Regions from separate parts of the Mus musculus genome. Here regions 1, 2, 3, 5, 6 and 7 are each linked to region 4. The links are chromatin contacts, called in public HiChIP or PLAC-seq, Micro-C and promoter capture Hi-C maps. All regions are on one chromosome and are shown on one strand. The core of a region is the stretch at or near the end of the contact, and the rest is flanking DNA. Distances in the headings are between cores, read along the strand shown. Region 1 holds the start of Kbtbd6 (kelch repeat and BTB (POZ) domain containing 6). Region 2 holds the start of Wbp4 (WW domain binding protein 4). Region 3 holds the start of Naa16 (N(alpha)-acetyltransferase 16, NatA auxiliary subunit). Region 4 holds the start of Akap11 (A kinase (PRKA) anchor protein 11). Region 5 holds the start of Rgcc (regulator of cell cycle). Region 6 holds the start of Kbtbd7 (kelch repeat and BTB (POZ) domain containing 7). Region 7 overlaps Elf1 (E74-like factor 1).

Region 1 (3,364 bases), core at 398-2,897, 910 kb after region 4:
AAGCTCATTGTATCCCTTATTATGCAGCCTTTATTTACTATTCTATGAGGTGTATGGACATTCTATTCTTGATTCTAAATGTATTATATCTTCCTGGCAAGACAACTATAACCATCTCTTAAAACTTTCTTCCTAAATTTTAATCAAATCAGGAATTCTATAAAATCATTAATTCATATAAACAGTATTAATTAATGAAAGTTTACCTTTATGTTGATCTGCAGGGCATTTATTTGCTCAATAGGCTGGACTAATGCCCAGGAATCCCTAGTCTCTATAAGAGTGGCAGGCAAGGAATATCAGCTGCAAGAAGCAATCCTGAGACAAAGCCACTTGGAACCTTGCCTCTCAAAGCTCACCCATCCTAGGTCATACAAAAAGGTGGGCCACCTCCAAGAAAGTCCTCTGCTAGCGTTAGCCTCTTTTTGATGGCTCACGGCAGTTTGTCTTTTATCAAATAGCAGTGAAGGTAACAAACTATTTGATGCCGACAATGTCATCAGGTTATCCTTAGAGGTTTAAGCAGGAAGATTGCACAATTTCACAGCCAGCCTGTGATACAGAGTAAGACTCTGTCTCAAATACAACACTAGAGTTAAAGGTCTTTCTTTGTAGCTTAGGCTGTCTTGGAACTTTCAGTATAGCTAGACTGTAGGCTGTTTTCTAATGCAAGGTACTTCTGGGAACTGAGCTTGCATGCAAGGGCCATTAACAAAAGTTGAAGCATGACAAAATTGAAATTGTGAGTCTGTAGGAAAACAAAAATGCTGGAGTCTATAGAATTCCCTTTTGGTTTGGCAGTTTCTATTTTTAAAAATACGTAGTTTTCTGTGCAGGCACCTAGCTCATGTGTGGGGGTCAGAGGACAACTTTTGGGAGCTTCAGGTGCTTAAAACCTGCAGATTTTTTTCAACACAAAGAGTAAACTCCTCTATAAACATTATTAATATTAATGCACCAGTAATCATTTATCATTTGTAACAAATCTCACAGTAACGCAGGGCATTAAGAGGGGTATTAATAGGTGAAACTGTGAGACATGGATGCTGGGACTTTCCTGCACTTCCTGTTCAATTTTCCTACGAGCCTAAAACTGTGCTAAAAATAAAATCTTTTCAAATGAACCAACCAAACGAGAAACATCTCTGAAGAAACTTTAAGATGTTTTTCTGTAGACTCATATTAAATCAATGTTTCTTCATTTTCAATAAAATACTGGAAAAAAAGAAAACCCTAAAACTCTCTAGCTTTTTATATTCCAGGAATTGCACGTCTAATTATTGTTTTTGTAAAACAAAACTATGAAATGTTTCCAAAGCAATGCAGCTCTTTTAATCATCAATATTCTCAAATACTACTATTGATGTTTTACAAGAGAAAAAACAAACACATTAGAACAGAAGGATTAAAGAGGATTTCAAACCATAAATTCTAAACCCGACAATAAATCCCAAGAGAACCGGCGGTTTCTAGTAGATCCTGAAAACAATGAAAAACCAAAAAGGCTCGCGACTTTGGATGAACTACAACTCCCAAAATGCAAAGCAGCTGCAGTCTTTCAGTTTCCGCCCTAGAACCTGAAAACTCCCATCATGCCTGGAGGCGGGAAAAGCAGTTTGTAACGTACCCTGCTGGCTTACTCCTTGCGCTTTTGCGGTGTCGTCCGCGCTGGTGTGAAGATGCTGGCCGTCGGCTACGCGATAAAGGGAGGCGGCTCCGCCCCGAAGGCCCAACTGAGTAATTGCGGCCGCGAGCGGAGTCTGTTCTGGGTCGCCGCTGTGCCGCCCCTGTGTTGGCGAGGGAGGCGTGAGGAGGAGCCAGGCGTCTGCAGCCGTTCTCGCCCTCGGCGCCCCGCCGCCATCTCCACCATGCAGTCCCGGGAAGACGCCCCGCGCTCTCGCCGCCTCGCCAGCCCCCGCGGCGGGAGGCGGCCCAAGAGGATTTCCAAGCCCTCGGTGTCGGCCTTTTTCACGGGCCCGGAGGAATTAAAGGACGCGGCCCATTCCGCAGCCCTCCTGGCACAGCTCAAGTCTTTCTACGACGCGCGGCTGCTGTGCGATGTGACCATCGAGGTGGTGACGCCTGGCAGCGGGCCGGGCACGGGGCGCCTCTTCTCGTGCAACCGCAACGTGCTGGCGGCCGCTTGCCCCTACTTCAAGAGCATGTTCACGGGGGGCATGTACGAGAGCCAGCAGGCCAGCGTGACGATCCACGACGTGGATGCCGAGTCCTTCGAGGTCTTGGTGGACTACTGCTACACTGGTCGCGTGTCGCTCAGCGAGGCCAACGTGCAGCGCCTGTACGCGGCCTCGGATATGCTGCAGCTGGAGTACGTGCGCGAAGCCTGTGCCTCCTTTCTGGCTCGCCGCCTTGACCTGACCAATTGCACTGCCATCCTCAAGTTTGCCGATGCCTTTGACCACCACAAGCTGCGATCTCAGGCCCAGTCCTTCATAGCTCACAACTTCAAGCAGCTCAGCAGGATGGGGTCCATTCGGGAGGAGACGCTGGCAGATCTGACCCTGGCCCAGCTGCTGGCCGTCCTGCGTCTGGACAGCTTGGATGTAGAGAGTGAGAAGACTGTGTGTCATGTGGCGGTGCAGTGGCTGGAGGCTGCTCCCAAAGAGCGGGGTCCCAGTGCTGGGGAAGTCTTTAAGTGTATTCGTTGGGCGCACTTCCCTGCAGAAGAGCAGGACTACCTAGAGGAGCTACTGAGCAAGCCTATTGTGAAGAAATACTGCCTGGACATTATTGAAGGGGCTCTCCGGCAGTTTCGTTTTGATGATGGTCTGCCTAAGGCTTTGGCACAGATTCCAAGCAACAGCAACAATAGCAATAGTAATAATAATGACACCAGCAACACTGTTGTCCCAGCAGAAGAAAATCCACCCCATAGGTTAGGGATGTGTGTGAAGAGAATGATGGTTTTCTGTGGACACCCCAAACATCACTTTTTCTGCTTTGACCCATACTCTGAGGAAATTTACAAAGTGTCCTTGCCTGTGACTTGCCTTGCACACACTAGAACTCTCACCACCTTAGCTGTCTATATTTCTCCAGACCATGACATCTGTCCCACTGTTCAGTCCAGGAGAGGTGTATGGGTATATAAGCCAGCCCAAAATAATTTGTATCAACTGACTGACCACTTGCTGTGTCCGGAGGGTATGGATATGACATATCTGAATGGTTACATTTACATTTTGGGTGGACGAGACCCTGTTACTGGAGCTGAATTAACAGATGTGGGACGCTACAGTGTCCAGAAGAACAGGAGGCCATTAGTGGCTCAATTACCACATTCCTTTACATCCTTTGACTTTTGGTGATTCTGTGTCCTCTGCAGCACACATTTGCTATGGAA
Region 2 (3,157 bases), core at 650-3,149, 940 kb after region 4:
CTGCCCTTGCTGACCCTGTAGTTTTTCAAAACGTATTTTCTGGGTCTACGCCCCTGTGAGTGTGTAAGGACATGAGCATAGCCGCTAATGGAGGTCAGAAGAGGCTGTCGGACACCCTGAAACTGGAGTTACAGGTAGTGTCGAACTGCCATGTGGGTACTGGGAACTGAACCTCAACCCTCTGCAAGAGCAGGAGTTGTTACTGACTGTGAAGCCATCTCTCCAGTCCCCATAGCCCACAGCTTTTGATACAGTAGCTTGTCTGATTGTAGAATGTCTAAGAGGGAAGAAAGCCAGCTGACGTCTTACTTTATGCTTTAAAAGTTGGATCTAAGTGGTGGTGCACACCTTTAATCCCAGCACTCCGCGAGGTCAGCCTGGTCTACAATAGCCTGAGTTTCAGGACAGCCAGGGCTATACAGAGAAACCCTGTCTTGAAAAACAAAAAAACAAACAAACAAACAAAAAGTTGGATCTAGGAGTCTAGCCATGGTACACACCTTTTTTGCCAGCACTTGGGAAGCAAAGCCAAGTAGATCTCTGTGGGCTGCGGGCTAGCCTGGTCTACAGAGTGAGTTGCTGTCTGGAAACCCTGTCTTGAAAAATCACCGCCCCCAACCCCCTTGCAAAAATAGTGGGCTCAAGGCTTTCAGCATAAGGTATATTACAGCTGCTCCCTTTGTATCTCACCAGGGAATAATGCTGTTCTCCTTCCTGTGGAGAACAGGAAAAACTACAATATTCCTTTTTAAGGGGCAGGTATTCCATAAACAAGATTATCCCACTCACTGTCCATTTCCTCAAAGTCCCCAGAAATAATTTGGCCTTAAAATCAAAGTCAGATTGATGAAAAGGAGAAGGCTATAGCTTTCATAAGAGGAATCAAACAAAAGAAACCTTTTTAGGTTTTGAAGAATAAAGAGCACTATACACGAAAGTGGCTTATACACACTAAAGTCAAAAAAACAACACATCACGTGAATATTTTAATAAAAATTTCATACAGGCCTATTGTCTGCTATCCAGCACTTGCAGTAATCACAGAATTTCTTTGGTTGTGACTTCCAGTAGTCGGCCCTGAAAAGATAAAAACAACTCTAAGCTTATCCAAAAATTGAAAGGAATTTTTACAGTTGTTAAAAAATGGGATATAAGGCTGTTTTCGGACTTCTGTCTTAGCAAAGCAGTTGTATTATTTATGTAAAGCTAAAGTCCGTGGAAAACTGCTCTCCGGTGAAGGTAAATCACACTGCACCGAGATGAAGAAGTCTCAAAGTATTTCTCTTTCCCGTGCCCTTCTAGCTAATTCATTCGTTCTGGGGACGCGAGGCTGGGAAAAGCCCCTGGACGTCTGAGGCCGCAGCGCCACCCCGGCCCCGGGCCCGGGCCCCGGCGGGCGGGCGGGGGCGGCACCCGAGTCCCCGGCTCCTGCCTAGAGGGCGGCCGCGTCTCCGAGAGAACCGGCCCCGCAGGTCGGGCGGCCCCGGGCGAGCGGAGGGGCGGGAGGAGGCCACTCGCGGGCGCCTGGCGGCGCAAGCCCGACCCGACCCGACCCGACTCACATGACGGCGGCAGCTCCGCGGGCAGCCCGCGATCCCGCTCACTGATGTCCGCCGGTGGCTCAAGCCAGGACCTCTCGGTCTCGGCGTCCCCCCCGGGTACGGCGTTTCCACGGGTGGACTACGGCGGCCGCGACGGCCCAACCCGCGCGCGCGGTTGTCACCGCCTCTTCCCCTCCCCCACGGGGCGGTACTCGCGGCGCCTGAGAGGTGGGGTCGGTATAAAGGGGTTGAGGTCACCCAGAAGGGACGAAAGCGCGACGGGACCGGAGCCGCGGGCCCCGAGCGTCCGACCCAGGCTCCATCCCGCGGTCCTCACGCCTCCCGGGATCCAGAACCTCCACTCCCGAGCTGGCTCGCAGCCGAGAGGCTCGATCGCCTCCCCCCAGCCCCGGCCGCACGCCGCCGTTCCCACAGCCGGCGCCGCCCTCGGCTTTGCCGGCTTGCCCGCCCGCTCTGTGACCGGGGAGCAGCCCGGGACCTGACGGCTGAGAAAGAAAGGCGCAGCCGCCCGTTCCGGGAGCGCACGGGGCGCCCGGCTTCGGCTCAGAACTTTCCAGGGGCGCGCACCGGCCCCGCTCCTCCCCCCCGCCACGCCCGCGCGCTCCGCCGGGCTCGTGCCCGCGCGTGGGGCAGCGGCCGCGGGGGCGGCTTCGGCGGCGCGAGTTGCAGCAGAGTGGCTGAGTGGTAGCGGCGCTGACGCTAGTCAGGTGGGTCACAGCAGTGCTTGTAGCAGCACTTCCCATATGGTCTAGCGGTTAGGATTCCTGGTTTTCACCCAGGCGGCCCGGGTTCGACTCCCGGTATGGGAACAGTGTCACTTTTTGCTCTAGTTGAGTTTACTTGCTTAGTGGCTCTGGCTGACTTCTGCAGCCGTGTTCGGGGTGAGTTTGGGAGCAGGCAGTGTAGTTGCTCCCGTGGATGGGAGCTTGGCTCTCGGAGGCCGGAGGAGCGCGGCGGCCGCTCTCGGGCCCGCTGCGAGAGGAGTTTCGCTTTCCCCGCGGCTGTACCCCGCCCTCAGCCCGTACTTTTCCAGGCGCTCGGGAGGTGATGATTAACTTGGGCCTCGCCTTATCTCCCCCCGCCCGGGTGCCCCCTCGGCCCACACCCTGCTCCGCCGCCCCCTTCCTACTCGGCGGGCCGGGGCGTGCCCGCTGCGCTCCAGTTACTGTCAACAGCGGCTGGAGACCACCCCGCTGCTCCCTATCGCCAGACCCCCGCCGATCCCTTGTCGCCGGCTGGGCTCTAGGACCCCCGCCGCGTGCACCCGAGCCCGGTCCACCGCTCCCCCCCCCCCCCAGCAACCCTCGCCTCAAGGCTTTTGCAGAATGTCTCTTATTTTCCTTCTAACTCCCCTTTCCTCTTCAAACACACGGCAAACTGCGGAGAAGAAAAATACCACTGGGATGAGATGTCTTGAAAGAACAGAGCCGGCTTTCCCGGAGGCTGTTTGGAGCGTCACTGATTTAAAAAAAAAAAAAAATCATGGGATGGAGGTGGAGCTTGGAAGACAGAAAATTAGCCCGGAGACTGGGGAGGGGATGTTACAACAAAGTTGCACTGTACTTTTAAATATAGAAGCCCTGTGTTTATTACAA
Region 3 (3,007 bases), core at 61-2,560, 850 kb after region 4:
CTCCAGGCAAAAGCAGATGAGTTCAAGGTTATTTTTGGCCAACCTGAAATATATGGCCATCTCAAAAAAAAAAAAAAAAAAAGAAAGAAAGAAAAAGAAAAAAAAAGAAAAAAAAAAAAGAAAAAAAGTAGTCCCCTAGTCCACTTGTATCATTGTTAACATTCTCAATGCTACATGTCAAGCTTCTGTTGGCTTGAGCCAGTACTAAGTGTAACATTTTGTCAGGTGATGGCAACAAAGTATTAAGATCAGTGTTTCCTTACTCAACAGCTAACGCTATTCAGCCACGTGCTCTCAATACAAATTCACCCTGAAATCTAAAAGCTTGCCCAGCAAGTAGCACATTCTCAAATTAAAAGGGCAGCTTAGAACATACCGCTATTAACTCATTTTCTTTTCTAAATCTTTAAGAGCCCCGCAACATACAGAGAAGAAGCGTGTCACCTCTCTCCTCCCTGAAAGGATATAACCTGGTCAAGGTGCCAAGGTGGCAGATATGCTGGCACACTCCCCAGAGAAAACTTCTTGTCTGGGCACAGTGGCAAATGCCTTGAATCCCAGCACTCGAGAGGCAAAAAAAAAAAAAGCAGCTCTAAAATCTAGGCTAGCTTTGTCTGCATAGAGAGATCCAGGCCAGCCAGGGCTACAGAGTGAGCATGTCTTAAGTAAACTTTAAAAACGTAAAACCGAACCTCGTTTAGCTGGGCATGGGTCTAACATGACCAAGGCAACTTGTTATTAATCATCATTATTACTATTCTTATTCAGGCTTCAAAGCCACGTAAAGGGTCTCAAGCACAAAGCCCTTCTCCGCAGCTTTCATCACGAGGACGAGTTAGAAGCAAGTTTCTGGCAAATCACTTCCAAAACCGGGCCCGCACAAACATGCAAACTCTCCCGCACAGAGGCATGGGCTCCCGAGGATCGCGGGCTCCATGTTCCCGTACCCCGCAAGCAGCGGTGCTTGGCCCAGCCTGGACCCGAAGCAGCTCGGACTACTCCGAGGGGAGGACTGCAGGGACCCGCTGAGCCCGGCGCCGGGGTTCCGGCGACTCGGCCGGGGAACTTTCTGGAAAGCTCCCGCAGTGGGGAGCTCCAGAGTCAGGGAGGGAGCGCCGCGGGGGAACGGAAGGAGAAGCGGCCGGAGGAGAGCCCGGCTCGGTGGGAAAGAAAGCGCGCAGGGGTCGGGCGGGCCACCGCTCACCAGCACGCGCTTGAAGAGGGCGCTCTCCTTGGCGGGCAGCTGCACGCAGGGCATCGTGGCGGCGATGGGGAGGCCTGCTCGAGCGACCAGCCAGGACCCGGGCCGCGGGTTACCTCGGCGGGATGCCACGGGAAGCGGAACACAGCGCACTCCAGTGGGCGGCCCGGGAGGGAAGCCCGCGCGCGCCAAGATGGCGACCAGGGCTCGCCCCGCCCCCCCGCGGGGTGCGCATGCGCAGTCTCGCGGCCAAGAGAAAGACTAGACTCTTCTCACCCGGGAGGTCTCCGGGTCGGTGCAGGGCTGTGGCTCCTGTCACGTCTTAAGCGCCTAGTCATTTACTCGCCCTAATCTCTGGACTGTTCGTCTCACGCTGGTTATTAGGCTTCTGTCCTAGATGATGTAAAACTGTTTTCCGAGTTAACTTTTATTCTTTTGTGCAGTGGAAACCCTGCTTAATACCACGAACACTCTTGGTTTAGAATCCATTTGTCCTTCCTTTTCTTGCTGTTTTTAAAAGGACTCTTAAAAAGAAGCCTTAAACCGGGCGGTGGTGGCGCACGCCTTTAATCGCCTTTAATCCCAGCACTAGTTCTGAGTTCGAGGCCAGCCTGGTCTACAGAGTGAGTTCCAGGACAGTCAGGGCTATACAGAGAAACCCTGTTTCGAAAAACAAAAAACAACAACAAAAAAAGAAGCCTTATCTTTTCATTGCATATGAAAGTAGTGATCAGACCTTGAAATGATGGAACTGGCGAGACAGCCCCTTTAGGCAAAGGATAGGAAGGAGAAAAAAAAAAAAAAGTCTCAGCCGCGAGGGAACCCAACATTTTCAGTAATAATTGCAGAATTTTTACAGATCTACTGATCCTCGAGTCTACTGCCTCTTTCACCACATAGACTACCCAATAATGGGAAAAACAGGATACAATCCTAGAATGTTTCAGGGATGACTTCTCCAAAAAAATGAAACATACTAACAACACGCAAGAACATACAGATAGACATCTGTGACAAGAAGGATCACATACCAGATGTTGGTGTAGTATTAAAAGGTGTGTGTAAACATATGTATATAAACATATAAATTCTGAATCCTAATTTCTGCACGTGCCTGTAGTAATAGTACTGGAAAATCAAGGGCAAGAGGATTACAAGTTCAAAGCCAGGCTAGGCTATGTAGTGAGAGCCTTTTTTTTTTTTTTTTTTTTAAGGGGACGGAAGAAGCTACAGGAATCGGGAAATGGCACATCCTATAAAGTTCATTCTCCAGAACCCTTTTGCTTGTTTTGTTTTTCAGAGACAGGGTTTCTCTGTGTACCCTTCGCTGTCCTGGAACTCACTCTGTAGACCAGGCTAACCTCAAACTCAGAAATCTGCCTACCTCTGCCTCCCTAAAGCTGGGATCAAAGGCGTGCGCCACCACTGTCTAACATGGAAGGTGACTCAAGATAGGGTTGCCCGTGTCAATCACTTGCCAGAGATAACTATAGGTAATAATTCTACATAAGACACCACATTGACAGATGCAATGTTTGCTTTCAGGTGAACTTCATCCTATGCCCCCCACTCCGTCCCCTATGTTTGAGAGGGTTTGATCTTCTTTTGTTTTGTTTTGTTTTGTTTTGTCTTGAGAGAGGGTTTCTCTGTCTAGCCTTGGCTGTCCTGAAAATTGCTCTGTAGACCAGGCTGGACCCAAACTTTTAGAGATCTGCCTGCCTCTGCCTCCCAAGTGCTGGGATTAAAGGCATGTGCCACGGATGCTTGGCCTGAAACAACATTTTTGTTTCTTGAGTTTTTTTTTTG
Region 4 (3,316 bases), core at 15-2,514:
ACGAAGCCCTGGAATTCAGAGGCTTGAGAAGGCTAGCAAATCTCTCACTACAGTTCTGGGCCTCCAACTTCAGAATCTTCAACAACTGAGAAACATCACTGGGCACAGAGTATATACTGCCAATTCCTTTCCAGGCAGATCAGTTGAGCAGTTCTGTAGCTATCTACATTAGCCACAGCTCAGCTTATAAACCCACGTCTTCCCCAATTCCCTCATATCCCTTCATCCCTCATAAGTCAGTTACTAACTACACAACTAATTGCTTAATTTACTGCCAACCTATGATTCACAATCCTGCCTGGAAAACACAATCAAGTATGAATAACCAGGTTATTCCTTGAAAAAAATGCTTCTATAGTTTGAAAGATTAGGTGGGACTATTGAAAATGACATCAATCATACTAGGCTGCCTTTTACCAGCACACACACCAACACATACACACACACACACCAAGCAAACACAAAGACATTAAAACAAAATCACCTTTGCATGAATAAATACTCCATCTTTCCTGATGCCCTTATTTTATATATTTTCATACATAACAAAATTGAGTACCAATATAAATAACACTGCTAACAAGGTGAGAAAGATGCAAAGGAAAACAAGCGATTTAGAAGCAAATGGATAATCACAAGGCTATAAAAGAACTGCGAATATTAACTCCAGTATGCGCCAAGGCCATTAGCGATGTGTCTCAGCAGTATTGCTCACCGCAAAATGCCTTAATGCCTAAAGCTAAGCCACCTCCAACTAATAGGGTTTTTTTTTCTTTTCTTTTCTTTTTAAAGACCGTAGGCAGAGCTAAAGGACTGTCACCAAGCTATACCAGGGGTTTAGACTGTACTGTCACTGTGGTCTGGCCAGCCCATTTTCTATTTGATAGCGCAATTCGGATGCTTGGCCAGCCTGGAGGCGACGTGACAGCGATGCAAACAGCGGCATCTGGGGTTAGGGCAGCGCCGGGGACCTGGGTTCGGACGCTGACAGGGAAGGATGCTGCTGCGGAGGACAAAGTGCACCGTCCTCCCGCCCGCGCCCCACGCAGCGAGGCCACGGCGCCCGGCCGCAGTCTGGACCCGGCCCTCTGGCTCCCGGTTCCCTGCCCCGCTCACCAGGCGGCACAGCCTCTCAGCTCCCGGGCATGTCAGCCTCCCGTCACGGCCCGCAACGCCCGGTGGCGCGAGCCGCAGCGCAGCGGCGCTCCCCCTCGCCCGCCCCAGCCCGCGACGCCACCGCCGCCGCCTCCCCACGCCGCCCACTCACTCTCGCGAGAGCCGTCGCACCTCTCGCGAGAACGACCCCGTGGCCGAGCCCGCGCAAAAGGAACAAGGGGTGGGGGGAAAATATCTTCCCACGTGCTCTGGAGGGCAAAGCTGCGGGTCGCCCGTCACGTGACGCGGAGGCGCCCTCTCCATTGGCCAGGCGGCCCTCGGCCCGTGGGAGCTTTAAACCTCGAGCTGACCTACGAACTCTCGGCTGACGTCTTGCGCGCTTCCTGGTGCGTTGCCTTGGGAACGGCTTAACCCTTTCCTCTGGCAAGCGCCCGAGCCCAGGATGCTGGCATCCCATCCGCCACCCTTAGACCTTCCTGGGGCTGGTTTCCCACAGCCAGTGGCAGCCCACGACATCAGGGGTCCAGACACAGCCCATCCTTCAGAATGGGTCTGCCCGGTTCCCAACATCATCAGGGGAAACCACTGAGGAAGCCTTGGGCCCAATCGGAACCTCTGGAGTCAGTCTAAAGGGCAGTGCACTTCCCAACCCCACGGGCCATTGAAATTGGAAAATAAGGCTTTGACCACCAAGAAGCCTAGCCTTGGGTGACAAGCTGTGTGATTCCTGTTTAAATCAGAGGAATCGGTGCAGTCATGTTGCATGGTCTCCTCAAGGACATACGGTCCTCAAACTGGCCGAGAGATGAGAAGGACATTTTGAAGTAGATGCTCCTTATTTGTTTTATCCTCTTTAGGGGAGAGAGACAAGAAAGAGTACAGTCATATCTTCGTTCTCTTCAACAGCTTTTGGCTGCTTTCCTTACACGTTTTAGGCATAATTCCAGGTTGTCTATTGAACACTATGAAGACAAATAGATTAGGTTGTTGAGAGCTGGGGCCGGGTTGGGGGAGGGGGTGGATATCTGTAGGTGTTAACTCGCAGATTATCATCATCTGATGGTGGTGGTTACAATTGGGCCACTGCTTGGGGGTGGTGCCCTTGTGGGAGGAAAGATTCAGGCAGTGATTTGGATAGCAGCCCTACATCGCTAGCAGAAAGTAGAATAATTCACAAGCCCCAAATCCGGATCTAATCTAGCACATTTGAATAACAAGAAATAAACTTGGGATGATAATAGAGGCTAGATCCCTTACTGCTTCATCAACCAAGAAAAGAACTGGGAGTTTAGTCTACAATGAAAAGCTTTGACCTCTTAAAGGGGGGAACAATAACAATTAGTTTAAAAAAAAAAACAAAAAACTAGTAAGCTCTTCCCTGTAGAGAGTGAATTTTACGGAAGCTGAAACAACAAGGAACTCGTCCAGGTAAAAGACAATCCTGTGAGAACCAATTTCCAATGACCTTGACAGTCTCCAAAATGTGTTAAGTCAGAGCCCTAAGCGCTGGCTGCTGACTTGTATTTAAAATATGTAGATTTTTTTTTTTTTTTATCATTTTGTTGTTTTAAACTACTTGAGAAGCGAATGGCCTGAGAGGCCTCTTGCCTTTGGCTTTCTGTCCTCCATTTTCACTACACAGGTAGCCGCATCTCTAAGTTAACTCTAAACAAACATAAAATGGTGTTCTTTGTAGATATTTATTGGAGTAAGATTAGAAAAGAGGGGTTGGAGGCTGAAAAAGAAAAGAAAAGAGTTTAATTAAAAACAAAAGAAATGAGGATGTAAACACTCCACTAACTAACTAGTAACAAGCACAAAGCAAGCCTCTTTATGGTCCTGAGTTTCAACTTCCTTGTACATAAAACAAGGCCATTTGGTCTCCACACAGGCTGGCTAAGACTGAATTCCATTTTGTCAAGCTTGCCCTGGCAGAGTAAGCTGGAGAGGGAAATGAACTTTTCTGAAAGACTCAAGAGTCAGCGGGCTGAGCAGGCCAAGTGAAATCGGACCTCACACACCAACTGAGAGACTGTGACTGTGAGCCAGATACCAGGAATGCTTTCCTCAGAAATGCTGGCCTCAGGGTGTGAAAACGGAAGTAGCGCCACCTGCTCAGCCCCATGGTCCCTTCCTCTGGAGCCACTGTGAATCTATGTTACATCCACAACAGTGCCATGAGCCTGATCAAAACAAGACA
Region 5 (3,015 bases), core at 489-2,988, 760 kb after region 4:
GGGTGGGCGTGCCTGAAACCCTGTACTTGAACTCAGCAGCCCAGCGGGAGACTGTTTCAAAAGTGCCTGGAGTGGCGAAAGAGCCTGGGAGCTAGGCAGAAAGTGAACGAAGTTATTTCAAGCATTCCAAAAACAGCAGCTTATGAAACCATTTTGGTTTCACAAATGTTTCATTCTTGTGCTCACTCGTGTCCTCATGTTCCCCAACACCCATTCTGGAAAAGGAAAGGGAGGGTGCTGTTGGTCTAGTGTTTGCCTAGCGTGCAAGAAGCCCTAGGTCTGACCCCCAGCATTGCCTATAAACTGATGTGCCTAAATGTGGTGGCATTGCACTGTCACCCCAGCACCCTGAAGCCCGAGGAAAGAGGATCAGAGAGGTTCGAGGTCACCCGCAGCTACATAGATCACCTTGGGAGAGTCTCAAAATAAAATAAAATAAAAAAAAAAAAATGAAGAGCGAAGAGTGGGTAGAAAGGCGGGAAAAGGTTGGAAGGCCTGGCTGGACTCCCAGGAGTTCTGGCTGACTGCACAAACCCTCAGGCCTCATGGTACACACCTGCCGTGACAGGTAGACCCACAGCTCTTTAAGAGCCACCCACCCACCCTCGTACCTCTCTCCCCAAGAACGCCTTAATGACCCCCGCACATCTGGGCTAACGACTCAGAAAGTCAACTCTTCAGGCATCTCAGAGCCGTGCAGATCCCCGGGTCTGACTTTCCCCAGATGTCGTGCCTCAGTTTAAAGATAACCCAGGTGAATCTAGAGCTTTAGGAAGCCTGAGTCTGAGGATTACTGACTTCAACAGGGCTTCACTTACTCTCCGAGTCGCTGAAGCCGCTGCTGTCGCTGACGCTGGCGCTGCTGCGCCGCTTCATGCGCTCTAGGTGCTCCTCATAGTGGAAGTGGCGCTCGTGGAAGGGCGACGCGAAGTCGGCCAGCACCGCGTCGAACTCGCACAGCACGTCGGTCAGGTCTGCAGCGGCCGCGGAGTCCATGGCCGGGGCTAGGGGAGGGAGGGCACAGAGGGCATCTGGAGGGGCGGCCAGCGTTCCCTAGAACTCCACTCTGCCTTTGCCAGTGACAGCCACGCAGTCAGTTACTCCGTAACCTCCCAACCACCCTCTAAAGCGCCTGTCACCAGACACGGAGGAGAAGAAGCCTCCGTGGGTTGAGCTGAAAGTCTGGAAGTCACCTAGCCCACCCCACGCGCTTTCCTACTGTTGCCCACGCTCGCTCCCTGGAGCGCGTGGCGGCGGGAAGTCTGAGTCAGCAGGCACCCGTTACGTGTCAGACTCCGGTTCCTTGTCCCGCGTGGAAAACCAAACTAAACCTGCATCGGACGAGCGATCCGGAGACGGGATGCCAGGGTGATGGAGGACAGAAGGGTGGGCAGTGGAAGAAGACCTTAGCGACCTCTGTTCTCTCGCCCCTACTTGCAGGCTCCAGCTCTCAGGGGCCCCGGAGCTGAGAGTGTAGCTTAGCGTGGACGCAGTCCCTGGCTTCGATCCCGGGGCGCAGAGGTGGAGAAGACACCTCCAAATAGGCACTCACCTGCGGCCGCGACCGCCGCGGGACTGCTCTGCGCTGAGGGCGGCTTCATGGAGAAGTTGCTCAGTGACACGCGTAGCAGAGATGCTGCGAGGTGTTGGCCCTGGTGGCTGCCGCCTGCACTGCAGTCTGCTCCGGTGCCTCTGCCTTGCTCCTTGCCGAGCCTGAGCGCTAGCTACTCGCCTGAGCCGCGCCACCCGCCGGCTACTCCGTCTTATAGCCACCGGCAGGGGCGGGGCGGGGCGGGGCTGCTGAGTAAGTCCCAGACGACCTAGGGGACGCCCCTGTCCCTCCACCCCCTACTCCCGGCACCGCCCTAGCCACGCGCTGGCCTCTGAAGAACCGCAGTGACGGGTGTCGCCGGAGTCCAGGATACCGCCCCAAATATTTACCCGCCGCTTTCTCTACCACCCTGACAACCCGACCCAAGGAAGTGTCTTTGCGGGCATCAGAGTTCTCCAAGAGTTTACCCTGTTTCCCGCCTTCTGGCTGAGCCTCCTTGAGCCTCATCTATGAAATGGAACTGCACATGCAGAAAGCCTCCTTGTTTGCTGCAAAAATAAAGGAGCCAAGGGCCTCAGTAGCCTCTGCAAAGAACCAGTCCTCCATCTGACTTTTCTCAAGGAATTTATAAGGTTGTGCGTGGACAGAGTGGACAGCTGAGGGCAGTGGGTTGAGGTGAATGCAGTCTTCAATTGAGATGATCTTTGAGCGCAGAGTACCACATGGACAGATGCATTCTGGTATAGGGTCCGTATGATTGAGCGTCCATCCTTAGCACAGCCCAGTAGAATTCCTGCCTCAGGTGACCAACAGCCCTTTGCCCCAGGTAGTTATTAAACGTAAAATAAGAGGCCTGCTGGTGGCCTGCGCCTATAGTCCCAGCCCTAAGGAGGATGGTAGAAGGGGGTCTAGGCAAGAGAGTGGAGATTTGAGGACTACTGCATGAAAAGAAAAGAAAAAAAACCCTACATAGTACAATCCTGTCTGTAAAGAGTTTACTGTGCACGCATGAAGATCCAAGTTCAAGCCCCAAAATCCACATTAAAAAATCCAAACTAGATGGACACCACTTATAATCCCAGCCCTGAGAGGCAAAGGCTGGCAAATCCCTGGGACTCCCCAGCCAATCCCAAAGTGAGAACTCCAAGTCAATGAAAAGCTGTATCTTAAAAATGGAGGTGGGCAGTGCCCAGGGAATCGATCACATTTGCGGTTGACCTCTGATCTTGTCCGGCACAACATACGCCTTGTGTGCATATATGCACATGCTACACACACACATACCACACACACACCACACACACACATACACACACACACACACACACACACACACACACACACACACACCACTAAATTAATGTAAAGTAAGGGGCTAGCTGGGGCCTGGGAATATGATTTAGCAATAAAGTGCTTGCCTAGCATGGGTGAGCCCTGAGTCTGAAGGCTCATCCTCAGACCTG
Region 6 (3,001 bases), core at 43-2,542, 890 kb after region 4:
CTGGGGTTAAAGGCATGTGCCACCACCTTTATTTAATCCCAGCAATGCCTTTAATCCTGGCACTTAGTAGGCAGAGGCAGGTGGATCCAGGACAGCCAGAGCTAAACAGAGAAGCCCTGTCTCACAACAACAACAACAAAAGAAAGTAAAGAAAAAAGAAAACCTCTGTGTGTGTGCATTTAAGCTGCAAGTGAAAAAGAAGTTATTTGCAGAAATTTACAGTCTTTTAATGGCTCATGGCTTCAAATTAGTAGATGTGTTTCTATAAGAGTAAGTAAGAAACAGTAATGCTTGATTTTGCATTTTAAAAATAGTCTGTAACTTTAATATTTCTAATAAAATAAAGAATGTTGCAGTAAAACTCCAACCCAAATATGCCCTGGCAATGAAAACACAGCTCAGCTAATATAAATACGTGCTGTATGTCTACACTACGGTCTTCCACGTCTTATGTGACCCCTTAGAACTTTCAGTTTCTCCAGGCCATGTGCTTCTGCTCCACTTTTCTTCTTCTTCCTTTTACTCTTCATCTTCTCTCTCTCCACCTTCCCTTTATCTGCCCAATCATCAGCTCTCCTTTATTTTTCAAATTAAGGTGGAATCAGGTTTACAGGAAATCACCTGGGTGCCAACTCATCCCTTGTTCACAACCACTCACAGGAGAATGGAATTAACATCAAATATAATTAGCCCCAGGGCTATCCACAACAAAAGAACTCTGTAAATTGCACATACCATTCAGTCTTCACAAAACTAAAATACTGCTATCCTCAGTTTTCAAATTCAATAAAGTTTTCAGGAGGAAGTCATGCAAACAAATAATAGAGTGGATACTTTTACTCTGGACTTGAAAGCCATTATATTTTATTTTATTTTAGTGAGATGGGTTCTCTCTACATAGCTCAAGCTGTCCTGGAACTCTCTATGCAGACCAAGTTGTTCTCAAACTCAAGAGATCCCCCTGCCTCAGCCTCCCTGGTGCTGGGATAAATATGTATGCCACTATGCAAGACTGAAACCTAAAGTATCAAATTCCGGATACTATCCACTTTCTACCTCAGTGAAGGACCCAGTAACAGAAAAAAAAAAATAAAGAGGTTATGTAAACTACAATTCCCAAGATGCAAAGCGGCTTCGGCCTCTTCATATAGTCCGTGAGCCGGAGGATCCCGTCATGCATCGAGGCGCGCGAAAGGCAACCTGGGAAGAGTAGTTCGTCCGGGCATCTACCCGTCTCGCCCGCTCGGCAGAAGCTGCTCCTGCGGCTAGACCCCAGGGTCGTGTGAGGGTGAGCTAAGGGCTGAGAAAGGGCGTGAAGGGAAACAGTGAGTCAGCCGGGGACTACGCGATAAAGGCAGACGGCTCCGCCCCGAAGGCCCAGCTGAGTAATTGCGGCCGCGAGCCGAGTTTGTTCTGGGACGCCGCTGAGTCGGCGTCGGCGAGGGAGGCGTGAGGAGGAGCCGGGCGTCTGCAGCCGTTCTCGCCCTCGGCGCCCCGCCGCCATCTCCACCATGCAGTCCCGGGAAGACGCCCCGCGCTCTCGCCGCCTCGCCAGCCCCCGCGGCGGGAGGCGGCCCAAGAGGATTTCCAAGCCCTCGGTGTCGGCCTTTTTCACGGGCCCGGAGGAATTAAAGGACGCGGCCCATTCCGCAGCCCTCCTGGCACAGCTCAAGTCTTTCTACGACGCGCGGCTGCTGTGCGATGTGACCATCGAGGTGGTGACGCCTGGCAGCGGGCCGGGCACGGGGCGCCTCTTCTCGTGCAACCGCAACGTGCTGGCGGCCGCTTGCCCCTACTTCAAGAGCATGTTCACGGGGGGCATGTACGAGAGCCAGCAGGCCAGCGTGACGATCCACGACGTGGATGCCGAGTCCTTCGAGGTCTTGGTGGACTACTGCTACACTGGTCGCGTGTCGCTCAGCGAGGCCAACGTGCAGCGCCTGTACGCGGCCTCGGATATGCTGCAGCTGGAGTACGTGCGCGAAGCCTGTGCCTCCTTCCTGGCTCGCCGCCTTGACCTGACCAATTGCACTGCCATCCTCAAGTTTGCCGATGCCTTTGACCACCACAAGCTGCGATCTCAGGCCCAGTCCTTCATAGCTCACAACTTCAAGCAGCTCAGCAGGATGGGGTCCATTCGGGAGGAGACGCTGGCAGATCTGACCCTGGCCCAGCTGCTGGCCGTCCTGCGTCTGGACAGCTTGGATGTAGAGAGTGAGAAGACTGTGTGTCATGTGGCGGTGCAGTGGCTGGAGGCTGCTCCGAAAGAGCGGGGTCCCAGTGCTGCGGAAGTCTTTAAGTGTATTCGTTGGGCGCACTTCCCTGCAGAAGAGCAGGACTACCTGGGAGGGCTACTGAGCAAGCCTATTGTGAAGAAATACTGCCTGGACATTATTGAAGGGGCTCTCCGGCAGCTGCGATTTGGTGATAGGTTGTACAAGTCAGTGGTTGCCAAGCCAAATAGCAGCCACAGCAGTGATAGCAATAATAGCAGCAATAGCAGCAGCAGCAGTAGCTCAGTTGTATCGGTAGCAGAAAATCCACCCCAAAGGTTGGGTATGTGTGCCAAAGAGATGGTAATATTTTTTGGGCACCCCCGAGATCCATTTCTCTGTTACGACCCTTATTCCGGAGATATTTACACAATGCCGTCTCCTTTGACTAGCTTGGCACACACTAAGACCATTACATCTTCAGCTGTTTGTGTCTCTCCAGACCATGACATCTATCTTGCTGCCCAGCCCAGGAAAGACCTATGGGTGTATAAACCAGCCCAAAATAGTTGGCATCAGCTGGCAGACCGCTTGCTGTGTCGAGAGGGTATGGATGTAGCCTATCTGAATGGCTACATTTACATCTTGGGTGGGAGAGACCCGATTACTGGAGTTAAATTGAAGGAAGTGGAATGCTACAGTGTCCAGAGGAACCAATGGGCATTGGTGGCTCCTGTACCACATTCCTTTTATTCATTTGAACTAATAGTGGTTCAGAATTATCTTTA
Region 7 (3,311 bases), core at 101-2,600, 990 kb after region 4:
AGGACATGTTAAATTCTGTTTAGGAAAAAAAAAGCCACAGGATTCTCACAATGGGCTTATGTGATATGAACAATGTTGTTTTGGACATTAATATAGAATGCTGAAGCCTGATAAAATTATAGTTGATGTAGATTATATTTATAGCTAGGTAAGAATTGCCCAATATTAATAGAGAAGATAGCTGTACTTTGCCTAACCATGTGGTGAGTTATCATTCATAAAGATTATTAGTTTGACAGGCATGATCAGTTGAGCACCTATTTATGGTAGATATATATTACAGGAACCAAGTTTTGGACATATGAGAAAGTGGGGGTAGTTTGTTGGGGTTTTGGGGCACAAGTAATCTGAGACTGACAAAAGGCTGTATTAAATAAAAACCCAACACTCTAAGCTTAGCTTAGTTGATAGAGTGCCTGTATGGTAGGCATTATGTTTGGAGATGGAGACTAGAGGATCAGAAGTTCAAGGTCATCTTTCTGTTACATAGAGAGGTGGAGAACAATTTGGGTTGTGTGAGAACTATCACAGAACAACCAACCAACCCCCAAAGATCAAAGTGGCAAATTAATCAGTTGGGTGTTATTGAGTCATTTGGGGTAGCCATGCTACCTCTCTGATATGCTCAGCTGCTTGCTCAGCTACATGGTTTCTGGGTTTTTTTGTTTGTCTATTTAAAGACAGATGCCTACTATTATACAGCCCTGGCTGGCCTAGAGTGCTTTATGTAGATCAGCTGGCCTCAAGTTCAGAGAGATCCAGCCGCCTCTGCCTCCCTTGTTTTGAAATGTTTAGTTAGGGTGGCTAGCAAATGTTACTCTTCAAATTGCCAGACTCCTAGGACAGACTTTACGGTTTGGGGACATGTTCTGCTGTTTCATTCAGTTATGTGGGCGTGGTTGTTTTTGTTTTTGTTTTTATTTTCCTACCTCTTAGGCCCAGGGCCTTTTGCATGCTCTAGCAATGGCTCTAGTATGTTTTGTAGTTTTTAACTTTGGAGCAGGGCTCTTACTAAGTTGCTTGGGTTTCCTTGCCTGTGTAGCCATCTTCCTCCTCCGGGCTCTGGAGTAGCCGGGTCACAGGCCTATGCCAACAAGGCTGGCCACAGCATTTTATCAGATCTTTGGTATTCATTCCTAGGAGTCCTTCAAAGGACATGAACATTGTTCTTTTGTCTCTTAGCTCTCAACACCAGAATACTTTCATTGTCTTTCTTCATTTTTATGTTTCTGATATCATACTTCATTGTGTTTGCACACAGGCAATTGAACTATTTATAAGTAAGATGCAGCAGAGAAGGCAGGAAATAGTTGACATTTGTATGCTCTATCTTGCTCTCTGCTTCCTGTCAGTTAAACCACGAAGAGAGGAACAGAGACACAGATGTACGGTTGCTGCTTTAATTTCCCATCAGGGAGCCCAGTTAAGCATAAAGGTTGTTTCATTAAACTTCGTACTTGTTGATTTTAGGGGTATGTATGGTAGGCTTCTTGGTGGGTTACACAGATTGCGTGGATATCTGGCAACACTTTGACATTAGATATAGGACTTATATGAAAATACAAGTTTTACACATTTAAGAGGTTTTTCCTTTTGTGATTTTGTTTTGTTTTTTGAAAGGCTCCATATGCACTTAGGCTGGCATTACACTCATGATCTTCTTGACTTAGCCTCCTAAACGCTGGGGTTATAGGCCTGTACCAAACTATACTCAAGTATACCTTAGTGTGAGTGTGAGTGTGAGTGTGTGTGTGTGTGTGTGTGTGTGTGCTCGCGTATGAAGGCCAGGGGTCAACCTTGGGTGGCACTTCTTAGGAGCCAGAGGTGTCATTCCTGAGGGACTGTGCACTTTGTGCATGCATGCACACACGTTCATATGTGTGCACAGGCGTGTGAGATGTATGTACATATAGGCCAGAAGTCAGTCTTGGTGGTATTACTTAGGAGTCATGCGTTTTATTTTTAGAACTGGGAACTAACCCCAGAGCGTGCACATAATGGGGCATGCTCGTTACCACCGAGCTGCAACCGCTGTTCTACAGAGCCATCAACAGGCTTGCTGAGTCCACTTATTTATTTAATGTTAACTTTGAGATAGTGTCTCTACTATATAGACCAAGCTGGCTTCAAACTCATGGAAGTCCACCTGCTTCTGTAGAATAAAGGTATGCACTACTCTAGCTGGCCTTATCAAGTATATTTAATTTCAAATAATGGAGGGAAATGTAAAAAACAAACAAACAAACAAAAAACCAAATGTGTTTTTGTGGTCTTACTATGGAGGGTAGACAGCTGGATTTTTTTCTGTATGCCCTTTAACGTTTTCTTGGCTTCTATTGTGTCTTATATGTGGGAAATCTGTCCAAACTCACACAAGTGCTGAAGACAGCTGAGGAGGTGAGACAATTTCATTTCCCCGTTGGAAAAGCTTGTTTTCTACTAGGTTGTCCCACCTCATTTTTAGATTTAAATGTTACTGTCAGCATTGCTCCTTCTAACTAGAATGTCTCCCTCCCCTTCACAGTCTCAGAACTTAGCAAGATCAGATGGGAGTTATCACTAATGAACTTGCCCCCTTGTAAGGGTTCCTCCATCTCACAAGTATTTACCCCCCCTCCCTCAGCATTTGTTTAATACATTCATTTACATTTAGTTATCTGTTCCCAATCTTTCCTAGGAATCAAGCCAGTTAAGGACAAAGATTGTGCCCTAATTGCCTTTAGTTTTGTATACTCACCGAGGTTGTAGCTACTAAGTGCAAGCATAGGTGCACTCACACCTCTGATAGCTCCATTCTGGAATCAAAGCCACAGGCTGATTAAAGAACTACAGTGTGTCTTCTCTGCACGTTGCCTTTATGGTATATTTGTAAGAAATAATTGAAGCAAGCGCTTTTTTCTTCCTCCTCGGAGTGTGCTTTTCTGGGGAGCTGTGGATCAAAGCCAGGGTTTTACACATGCCAGGTGAGTGCTCAGGGCTCCTCCACTGAGCTGTGTCCTTAGAAGCAAAGCCTTCCTGAATGATATGCTGGTGGTAGCAGACTGTAGTAAGTGGCCATGAAGTTTGAATCTGTCATGGATATTGCCTTGCTTCATTTCATAGCCGAGTGTCATCTATTCAAAATACTTAATCCATATAGAACATAGATGCAACTAGTCTCTCTCTCTCGCTATATATATATATATATATATATATATATATATATATATGTTTTCCTTCTGGTAGTTAAGTGAATGAAGATTTAGTTAAATAGCATGTACAAAGAATGTAATACAGTCATGTTTTTAAAATTTGTGACTGGTCATGGCCAT

Evidence for each region. Promoter capture Hi-C pulls out the DNA fragments that hold promoters and counts their contacts. A called contact is a pair of places that touch in the nucleus more often than the background predicts. HiChIP or PLAC-seq counts read pairs in DNA pulled down with a chosen protein or histone mark.
Region 1: a promoter capture Hi-C map of pre-B cells shows a contact between it and region 4, with 6 times the contacts expected there. The contact joins the promoter of Kbtbd6 here to the promoter of Akap11 in region 4. A contact is called at or near these places in 2 of 39 promoter capture datasets (embryonic stem cells and pre-B cells), 1 of 15 datasets of contacts at CTCF or cohesin (large pre-B cells) and 2 of 115 datasets of contacts at active chromatin or transcription factors (astrocytes and large pre-B cells).
Region 2: a contact with region 4 is called in a promoter capture Hi-C map of pre-B cells. The contact joins the promoter of Wbp4 here to the promoter of Akap11 in region 4. A contact is called at or near these places in 8 of 39 promoter capture datasets (the C10 cell line, cranial neural crest, hippocampal neurons and 4 more), 3 of 484 Hi-C or Micro-C datasets (embryonic stem cells and muscle stem cells), 3 of 115 datasets of contacts at active chromatin or transcription factors (astrocytes, large pre-B cells and pro-B cells) and 3 of 9 other capture datasets (adipose tissue, embryonic stem cells and liver).
Region 3: a contact with region 4 is called in a promoter capture Hi-C map of embryonic stem cells, with 3 times the contacts expected there. The contact joins the promoter of Naa16 here to the promoter of Akap11 in region 4. A contact is called at or near these places in 10 of 39 promoter capture datasets (the 3T3-L1 cell line, 3T3-L1-derived adipocytes, the C10 cell line and 7 more), 3 of 484 Hi-C or Micro-C datasets (CD4 T cells, brain and embryonic stem cells), 9 of 115 datasets of contacts at active chromatin or transcription factors (the 230-238 cell line, acute myeloid leukemia, astrocytes and 5 more) and 3 of 9 other capture datasets (adipose tissue, embryonic stem cells and liver).
Region 5: a contact with region 4 is called in a Micro-C map of embryonic stem cells, with 4 times the contacts expected there. The contact joins the promoter of Rgcc here to the promoter of Akap11 in region 4. A contact is called at or near these places in 7 of 39 promoter capture datasets (the 3T3-L1 cell line, the C10 cell line, hippocampal neurons and 4 more), 4 of 484 Hi-C or Micro-C datasets (bone marrow-derived macrophages and embryonic stem cells), 10 of 115 datasets of contacts at active chromatin or transcription factors (the 230-238 cell line, T-cell acute lymphoblastic leukemia, acute myeloid leukemia and 5 more) and 2 of 9 other capture datasets (adipose tissue and liver).
Region 6: a contact with region 4 is called in a promoter capture Hi-C map of pre-B cells, with 6 times the contacts expected there. The contact joins the promoter of Kbtbd7 here to the promoter of Akap11 in region 4. A contact is called at or near these places in 5 of 39 promoter capture datasets (the C10 cell line, cranial neural crest, liver and 2 more), 2 of 115 datasets of contacts at active chromatin or transcription factors (astrocytes and memory CD8 T cells) and 2 of 9 other capture datasets (embryonic stem cells and liver).
Region 7: an H3K4me3 HiChIP or PLAC-seq map of pro-B cells shows a contact between it and region 4, with 4 times the contacts expected there. The contact joins the enhancer-like site here to the promoter of Akap11 in region 4. A contact is called at or near these places in 1 of 39 promoter capture datasets (liver), 2 of 484 Hi-C or Micro-C datasets (B cells and embryonic stem cells) and 2 of 115 datasets of contacts at active chromatin or transcription factors (astrocytes and pro-B cells).

Annotation. Positions count from the first base shown.
Region 1 is chr14:79,450,188-79,453,551 of GRCm38.p6, forward strand. It overlaps Kbtbd6 (kelch repeat and BTB (POZ) domain containing 6), which reads left to right and starts at 1,648. Exons shown (of 1, transcript NM_001034882.3): 1 at 1,648-3,364. The coding sequence starts at 1,869. The coding sequence ends at 3,329.
Region 2 is chr14:79,479,369-79,482,525 of GRCm38.p6, forward strand. Wbp4 (WW domain binding protein 4) reads right to left here and starts at 1,900. Exons shown (of 10, transcript NM_018765.3): 1 at 1,563-1,900; 2 at 1,005-1,077. The coding sequence starts at 1,564. Elf1 (E74-like factor 1) reads left to right here and starts at 1,826. Exons shown (of 9, transcript NM_007920.4): 1 at 1,826-2,269. n-TEttc4 (a tRNA gene) reads left to right here and starts at 2,300; the gene lies at 2,300-2,371.
Region 3 is chr14:79,389,358-79,392,364 of GRCm38.p6, forward strand. Naa16 (N(alpha)-acetyltransferase 16, NatA auxiliary subunit) reads right to left here and starts at 1,311. Exons shown (of 20, transcript NM_025832.2): 1 at 1,205-1,311. The coding sequence starts at 1,258.
Region 4 is chr14:78,535,596-78,538,911 of GRCm38.p6, forward strand. It overlaps Akap11 (A kinase (PRKA) anchor protein 11), which reads right to left and starts at 1,265. Exons shown (of 12, transcript NM_001164503.1): 1 at 1,117-1,265.
Region 5 is chr14:79,299,897-79,302,911 of GRCm38.p6, forward strand. Rgcc (regulator of cell cycle) reads right to left here and starts at 1,739. Exons shown (of 5, transcript NM_025427.2): 1 at 1,553-1,739; 2 at 819-1,004. The coding sequence starts at 1,601.
Region 6 is chr14:79,425,219-79,428,219 of GRCm38.p6, forward strand. It overlaps Kbtbd7 (kelch repeat and BTB (POZ) domain containing 7), which reads left to right and starts at 1,293. Exons shown (of 1, transcript NM_001024135.2): 1 at 1,293-3,001. The coding sequence starts at 1,512.
Region 7 is chr14:79,520,616-79,523,926 of GRCm38.p6, forward strand. The region is part of intron 1 of Elf1 (E74-like factor 1); the gene reads left to right. It also overlaps the pseudogene Gm9243. Among named protein-coding and RNA genes, the nearest start is that of n-TEttc4, 41 kb to the left of the region's middle. Within about 2 kb of position 1,351, at least 131 of the 459 cell types and tissues checked have an H3K27ac peak or open chromatin away from gene starts, as enhancers often do. A contact at or near this core is called in B cells, liver and pro-B cells, where this site is marked.